Linked DNA regions of Capsicum annuum: region 1 is linked to region 2. Evidence: chromatin contacts called from public Hi-C data. All regions are on one chromosome and are shown on one strand. Each heading gives the region's core, a stretch centred on a gene start, on an enhancer-like site or on the middle of the called end of the contact. The rest is flanking DNA. Distances are from core to core; before and after follow the strand shown. Region 1 holds the start of LOC107863437 (acid beta-fructofuranosidase AIV-18). Region 2 holds the start of LOC107863441 (BAG family molecular chaperone regulator 7).

Evidence for each region. A called contact is a pair of places that touch in the nucleus more often than the background predicts.
Region 1: a contact with region 2 is called in a Hi-C map of leaf, with 3 times the contacts expected there. The contact joins the promoter of LOC107863437 here to the promoter of LOC107863441 in region 2. A contact is called at or near these places in 2 of 5 Hi-C or Micro-C datasets (leaf and placenta).

The regions. Positions count from the first base shown.
Region 1 is chr3:193,180,285-193,184,101 of UCD10Xv1.1, forward strand. LOC107863437 (acid beta-fructofuranosidase AIV-18) reads left to right here and starts at 1,590. Exons shown (of 7, transcript NM_001324862.1): 1 at 1,590-1,973; 2 at 2,240-2,248. The coding sequence starts at 1,598.
Region 2 is chr3:192,806,417-192,810,502 of UCD10Xv1.1, forward strand. LOC107863441 (BAG family molecular chaperone regulator 7) reads left to right here and starts at 2,714. Exons shown (of 3, transcript XM_016709351.2): 1 at 2,714-3,572; 2 at 4,061-4,086. The coding sequence starts at 2,871.

The sequences.
Region 1 (3,817 bases), core at 340-2,839, 370 kb after region 2:
TATTATAAGTTATTTATATATTAAAAATTAAATATAAATTAAAAAAAGTAAAAGAGATATTTATAACATATTTATTTCAGCTGCTTTACCCGTGATTTTACTATATCATCATTAATTAATTATTATAAATCGTTTAAGTCATTTATGTATTAAAAAATTAATAATATTTAATTAAAAAATTAAATGAGATATTCATGACATGTTTGTTTCCGCTGCTTCAACCATGATTTTACTATATCATTCATAATTAATTATTATAAGTCATTACGTATTAGAAAATTAATAATATATAATTAAAAAAAAGTAAAATAGATATTTATAACATGTCTGCTTCAACTGATTCAATCATGATTTTGCTATATCATTCCTAATTAATCATTATAAGTCATTTATATATTAAAAAATTAATAATATTAAGTTTAAAAAAAGTATAATAGACATCTATTACATGCTTGCTTCAGGTACTTCAATCGTAATTTTATTATATCACGTACAAATAAATAAAGCATGAAATACGTAAACTTTTTCGTTTCGGTGATCGATATGTTTTTCACCCACTGCTTGCTCTGTGATTTTACTATATCACCTTAATTAATTATTATATTTCATTTATGTATTAAAAAATTAATTATATTTAATAAAAAAAAAGTAAAATAGACATTTGTGACATGTCTGTTTTAGCTATTTCAACCATAATTTTACTATATCATCCTCAATTAATTATTATAAGTTATCTAAGTATTAAAAAATTAATAGTATTTAATAAAAAAAAGTAAAATAAATATAAAATAATAAATTAACTCTTGATATTTTAAATTATCTTGACATCTTAGATGAGGATCACTTAAGTTATTTTCAAACGTATTTTTATAACAATTTTGTATATCACTTCTAATTAGTTATTATGAATCATTTAAGACATGTTTGCTTCGCTACTTTAATTGTTATTTGCTCAACTTTCGAAATTATATTAGTGTCACTTAAACTAAAATAGAAGAAAAAGTATTATAAATCAGAATAATTAAAAACTTAAATTATTTAAATTATTTAATTTTTTACGCTCCTTCATGCATAAATATATTTTCTTAACACTTAATGAAAGATCTAAAAATAGTAAAATTATCGAGAGAATATAAACTGAGATTAAATTCTTAAATATACTCATATTATATATAAATATATCAATACCTAATTATGAGGAGTTATTTCATTGCTTTCATAATAATTTTAAAAAATTTAATTTTAATATGTTGAATCCGTGCTCAGCATGACCTACCGCCACTAGTTTAAGATATAAATAAGAATAAATTATCAAAAATCCTTCTAATTAAAGTTTCGCTTAAAAACATATAAAAGAAAAAGACGAAATAGATAATTTGAGACACAGAGAAATACAATATTCCAACTAAACATTTAAATGAAAAGCTAAATCAGCCTATAAATCCCTCCCAAGTTTACCCCCAAGTTATACAACCATTTTCTTACTCAATTCACTTGGCCCCACAACTCAGCCATTTTCTCTGCTCATCTATATATACAGCAGCACTACTCAATAGACTTAAGTAGTAGTAGCTTTCCCATTCCTCCATCTTCCCTTATGGCCATCCACCCTTCCAGTTATGACCCGGAAACCTCCACCACCCATTACACATTTCTCCCGGGTCAACCCGATTCCGGTCACCGGAAGTCCATTAAAGTTGTCTCCGTCATTTTACTCTCCTCTTTCTTTTTGCTTTATTTAGCCGCCTTTGTTATTCTCAACAACCAACCTCCCAACTTGCAAAATAAATCTCCGTCGGCGTCGGAGACTTTGACGCCGGCGACCCCGTCAAGAGGTGTTTCTCAGGGAGTGTCGGAGAAGACTTTTAAGGATGTTTCAGGTACTAGTCAAGTTTCGTACGCGTGGTCCAATGCTATGCTTAACTGGCAAAGAACTGCTTATCATTTTCAACCTCAAAAAAATTGGATGAACGGTAACTTTCTTATTTTTACTTTTTTTTTTTAAAAAAGAAAATTACTCTCTTCATTATAATTTACTTAGAGCCATGTTGACTTGATAAAAAGAAACGGAGTCAACATGGCCAAATAAAATGAAACATAGCGAGTAGTTTCCCTTTCATTTGATCTCAAAATTGAAATATTCCAGATACTTATACCAGCTTTTTCTTAATGATTCTTATGGCTATTGATCTGGTGGGGGTATCTTCTGGATTCTGAATGGATGCTATTTATGCTGCAGATCCTAATGGTGAGTTCAACGTTAATTACTAGTACTAATTGTCATTCTTAGAGCATTAGGTTACTGGTTAAAGAAAAAAAAACAATAAAATAGTAGTGGGAATAGTTACCATAACCAATCTAAAAGTTTATGTATGATGACAAGAAATTTTGACACTCGGCTTAGTTAATTTTCTCATGATTGTATTATTATCTACCTTTTAGCTAATTATGGTTTTTCATTGGTTTAAACCTATCAGTCCTATCATACATGGCTAAGAAAATCATTAGTTAATGAAGTAATTCGCAATTTCATCATTTGGATTTCTTAGCATTAAAGGATTCAGGTCCTCTCCATTTCTTTTATTTTTTCCAAGTTTGTGCTTAGATATGTTACTTAAATATCAAAGATCTAAAATAGTTTTTTAACCAAAAAAGTATACTAATTAATCATAATTAAAAGAAGAGATGGATGTTGCTATTTAAGTTCTCCAATTTTGGTAAGGAAATATCCAGCTTTCAAATTCAAAATTTGGGACCGGAAGGAATAACTTCAATTGAGTTGCGTCAAACTTTTGGATATCAAATGAGTTTTTCAACAACGATCGTGATGTGTAAACATTTTTTCTAAAAGATTCTATCTATTTTCTGAAAAAGTTCTATCTATTAAAAAATTCAGTTATATTTCTTTAATATTTTGGGAAAGTAATTTCAATACTTTTATTTAATATCTTAATTTTGAAAATTCTATTTCATGATTTACAATGCTTTTTCTTCATCAAACAACTTGTTTAAATATTGATTTTGAATTAGTATAAATTTCATCTATGAAGAAACAATTTTTTGGGTGCGTGAATGGAAAAATAAGTCTGGTATAAATAACGAAAATGCTTTGGTGTCACAAATTTTTTGCGATTTAAAATTGAATAGACTTAAACACACACACACATATATATATATATATATATATATAAAATTAAGGTACTTGGCTACTTAAAAATCTACACCGTTGATATATAAATTTGACAAGTATCATACATCAAAATAGAAGCCTAAAAAATTGGAGAGAAGCCGAGTTCACATAATAGTGGGCTCTTATATACTCCTTGGTTTTTTTACTTGACATTCTTACCTTTTATCCTTAGGAAAGCACTAATTAGAAAAATATAATTATACCATTCTTTGGTCTCAGTTTATTATTATTTTTTTCTTCCATCACATTTTAGCTTAAAAATAAAATTAAAAAGAAAGAATCAGTTCGCTTATTTTTCTAAACCGATAAGTATTTTGAATAGCAATTTTTAATAAACACGACAAGTTAAAAAGGAGGGATGAAGTATATTCTAACCTTTCTAGAGATTCATACATGGCTGAGGCCTGAGGGTGAAAGATACGTGAACTTGATGAATTAGGCATGTGGTTCCAATATAATTGGGATTATTAACATGACATCGTGTGGCTAGTAATGCTTTTGGGCAACATTTCTGGTAAATGAATCACATGATTGGTCTGTTTTATACAATGTCTGGGCATCTTTCACGTTGTGTGGGTCTTACCTTTTGTAGTAATGTAATAATTCCTCCGTTTTATAATAAATAAA
Region 2 (4,086 bases), core at 1,464-3,963:
TTTAATTTTGATTCAAGATGTCTGCAAAAATAAAAAATCGATGAAGTCTTCACCAACAATGTCAGTGTCATTGATGTACTTTTTTCTCATTCTTTGTTCATTAATTTTTTTTAAAAATTATTTGGATTGAATTTAATATGTTGTTATGTGAAGTTGTATGATAATGTGAATTTTCAGATCATCTATGTGTTAATTGTTTATTGCTACATGAGTTTATGATCTTTGAAAGATGACAAGGTGAATATAATATACCTTTTTAGCCTTCGTAAATTATTTAATGTTTATGGTATTTTAACATTTTTTTCTTCTTTTGATTGTGATTTAAATCATCTCCGCGTGATCAAATTTATATTTGACTACACATATGAGAGAATGCGAGTGTTGTCTGTTAACGAACAGGTCTAAAGGAAAAAGAAAAAATTAAATTAAACTAAATTAATGACAGTAAATTTTATGTAAGAAGGAGATCAATTAACAAAGTACTTTAAATAAGATGTCACGAGTAAAAATTATTTGCTATAAAACTGGTTATGCAATTTTGCGGTGCTATTATCTCTAATATCTAATATGTGTTTTTAATCTCTAATCTATAGTATATATAATCTATAATATATATACTCTCTAATCTAAAAGTGGAAAGACCCTTAGAAAAGTTATTCAAATTTTTTGTCCTTCATTAAAAGTTTCTCCTTTAGACAAAATCGTCTTTTCAATATTTTTCTCAAATTATTGTCAATAGGAATTTGAAATTAATTAAAGTCCTTAGTTAAGTTAGGAAATAAATCATAATATTTAATAGTTCTAAATCAATTAAAATTTTACCTTACATATAATTTGTTAAATTAAATAAAAATAAAGAATATTTTGAATTAAAAAAGGATACAAAAAAAAGAAGAAAAAAAAAACTAAACCTAAAATTAAAAAATACCACAAAGGCTAATTTATTAAATCGAATAAATACAAATTTAAATCGACAAAGGAGATTTAAGGACATTAAAAATACCGGAAGAAAGAAAATAAAACTAAACCTAATATTACTTTTAAATTGAGAATCCTTTCTTTTTACAACAATGCGTCCACAACGTAGTTCTCAAATTAGATTTTTCTTTGCTATCGTTCTTCACAAATTTACTTATGATTTGAGGTAAACTTTCTAAAATTTTAGTTTTTGATGTTTACAATCTTGATAATATCTGTGAATAAAAAAATAAATTTGCTTCTAATTTGAGTTAAGTTTTCTAAAATTTTAATATATTCTTGAAGTTTATAATAATAAATTATCATGTATTCATGCTATACAATTGTTGATTAAGAAGTTTTTAGTGAAATATTTACAGTATTTATGATTATAGAGACAGTTTTTTCTACGATTTGATATAAGTTTTCTAAAATTTTAGTACGTTTACAAAAATAGATTATCATATATTTTTTTATAGACAATTACTAATCAAGATATCAAAGTAATTTTATAAAACTGAACTCTTTGAAGTAAGGTACACGCGCGAGACACGTATAATCGAACTAGTAGATATAATAAGAGGAAGGAAGTAATTTAATTGGTTGTTGATTCTCATAAAAGAAAATAAGTACTTCCTCTGTTTCATAATAAGTTAATTTTTGAATTTTGACACACATGTTAAGAAAAAAAATAAAGACATAAATTTATCATGTTTTTCCATTTATACCTTTTTCAAATTTCAAAATCTTAATAATGATATATCACACATTTAAGGAAGGATAAATTTGAAAAAAAAAAACTCAACATCTACCTTGAATTGTGAATCATTTACTTATTTTGAACACAAAAAATTACTTCAACAATTCACTTGTTGTGGAACGGAGGAAGTAATAGCTAATTGATTTATTATCTAAATTTCTAGGAACTAACATGGGGAATCGAAACAACCCACATGAGTAGATACTTAGGTCTCATTTGACCATAAAAATTATAATTTTTTAGAGTTGGAGTTGAAGTAAGAGTTGTGTTTTGACCATGAATATAAATTAACGTTGTTTTTGAAATTTTGTTAGGAAAATATGAGTAAAAAAGAGTAAAAGTAAGTAAAATTTATTTTCACTTTTTCAAATGCAATTTTAAAATTGTATTTGAAATTCTCATGGCCAAACGTATACTGTCTTCACTTTTTTCATTAAAGTGAAATAATTTTTCGAATAAAAAGTAAAAACTTTTCATGGCCAAATGACTATTTAAAAATTTAAATTTTATTATTGAGATTTTTCGTATATCTATATTTCTTCTTTTAATTATTAGTCTCTCTATTTCAATATGATAGAAGTAAATTATTCTTTTCAAACTAAACTTACAAAATTACATTGAATTTGTTATTACTTAACTTATAAAATTAAGTTGGAGTTATTATCGGTGAAGGTTTGATCCTTAGGCCTGTTTGGATTAACTTTTAATAAGAAACTTATAAGTCAAAAATCATAAATTAATATTATCCTATTTTTGACTTATTAACTCTTATTTTGACTTAAAAATAAATACTTACAAACATTTTTTTACTTTATTAAACACAGTCAAAACTAAAAAAATATTTAAAAATTAAAAGCATCTAAAAATAAGTCAATCTAAACACCGTCTTATTTCCCTTTATCCCCCTCTCAATTTTTCTTTCCTATGCCCCCCAATTTTTTTTTTTTTTTAAAAACAAAATATTAGTACTAACTAATCTCCATTAAATTCCAATAATACCCCCGTCACTCTCCTATTATTCCTTTTTGACTTCTTCTTTCTGCATCCCTTCACCTAATCCTAATAATAAACCTCTGCATATTGTATCACTCTGTCGCCATCTCTTTTCAAAGCTTACATCCTTTTTCCCTTTGGTTGCTAGATTCAAGCGAAAATGAGCCGTTTCAGGAGATTTGACCTTATCGACTACTCCCCTTCTTCTTTCTTTCTCCAAGAATCCTCATTTTTCACCCCCAAAACCCTACTCCTAAACCCCCACTACCTCCACATTGAAGATGAACTCGACTGCACCCTCGATCTCCTCTCCCCCAAGCCTTACTCACCCACCACCCTCCTTGATCTTACCTCCCCCTTCGATGATTTTGACACCATTACCGATCTGGTTCAAATCGAAAGAACCCCTTTCTACACCACTACTCGCTACCGGATTCACCACCGGGTCGGACTCAGGACTGAGTTACAGTGTCTGTCCGACCGAGTCGCTGCGCTCGAGCGGGGGCTATTAGCGGAGAGGAAGAAGGAGAATAAAATTGGTGAGAGGAAGTACACGTGGACGGCTGAGATCAAGAGTCCTGAGAAGGACGGTGTTGATCGGAAGTATAAGTGGGTTGCTGAGGTTAAAGATGGTAAGAAGAAAGGTGGTTTGGATAAAAGCTACAAGTTTAGTGCTGAGATCAAAGGAAAAGGTGAAGATTCACGTAGTTACAGTTTTAAAGCATCAAATGCTAGCAGTGATGGAGATGAAAGTGACAAAAAAGAGAAGAAGAAAGATAAGAAGAAATGTGAAAGCAGTAAATCTACACGTTTGGTTGAGATTGAAGAGCCTTCCCATCATGGCGCACTTGTTTTAAGACAGGTTCAGTTTCGATTTTCACTGTTTTCCTAATCAATGTCAGACTCTCCGAAAATGTTGTCGACGTACCTGTGTTGAATCCTCCAAAATGCACTCGTTTTAGAGGATACCACACACATCCAACAACATTCTTAAAGAGTATGAGCAGCATAGGTTCTTTGAAATGCTCATTTCGTTCACTTTAATTTGTGCGTATCTCAAGAAATTAGTATGAACATTTTACTATACTAACCATATTAATTGATGTTTCAGGTGGAAACATTTGGGAAAATAAGTAATCAACAGTGATCAATGTTGAGGGTAAAACAGGAAAAAAATACTGTCTTTTCTATGTTAAATAAAAGTGACAAGTAGGAGTAAAAATCCATTTTTGAAATACTGACCAGTAAAAATTAAAAGGGGGAGAGTAACATTGACACTATCTTCTCTAGGAATGCGAAATCATGAAATATGGTTCAATGGGAATTGTGTTTTTTGTTTGTGATGTATAGGTATTTGCAAAGAGGGTGGAGAAGAG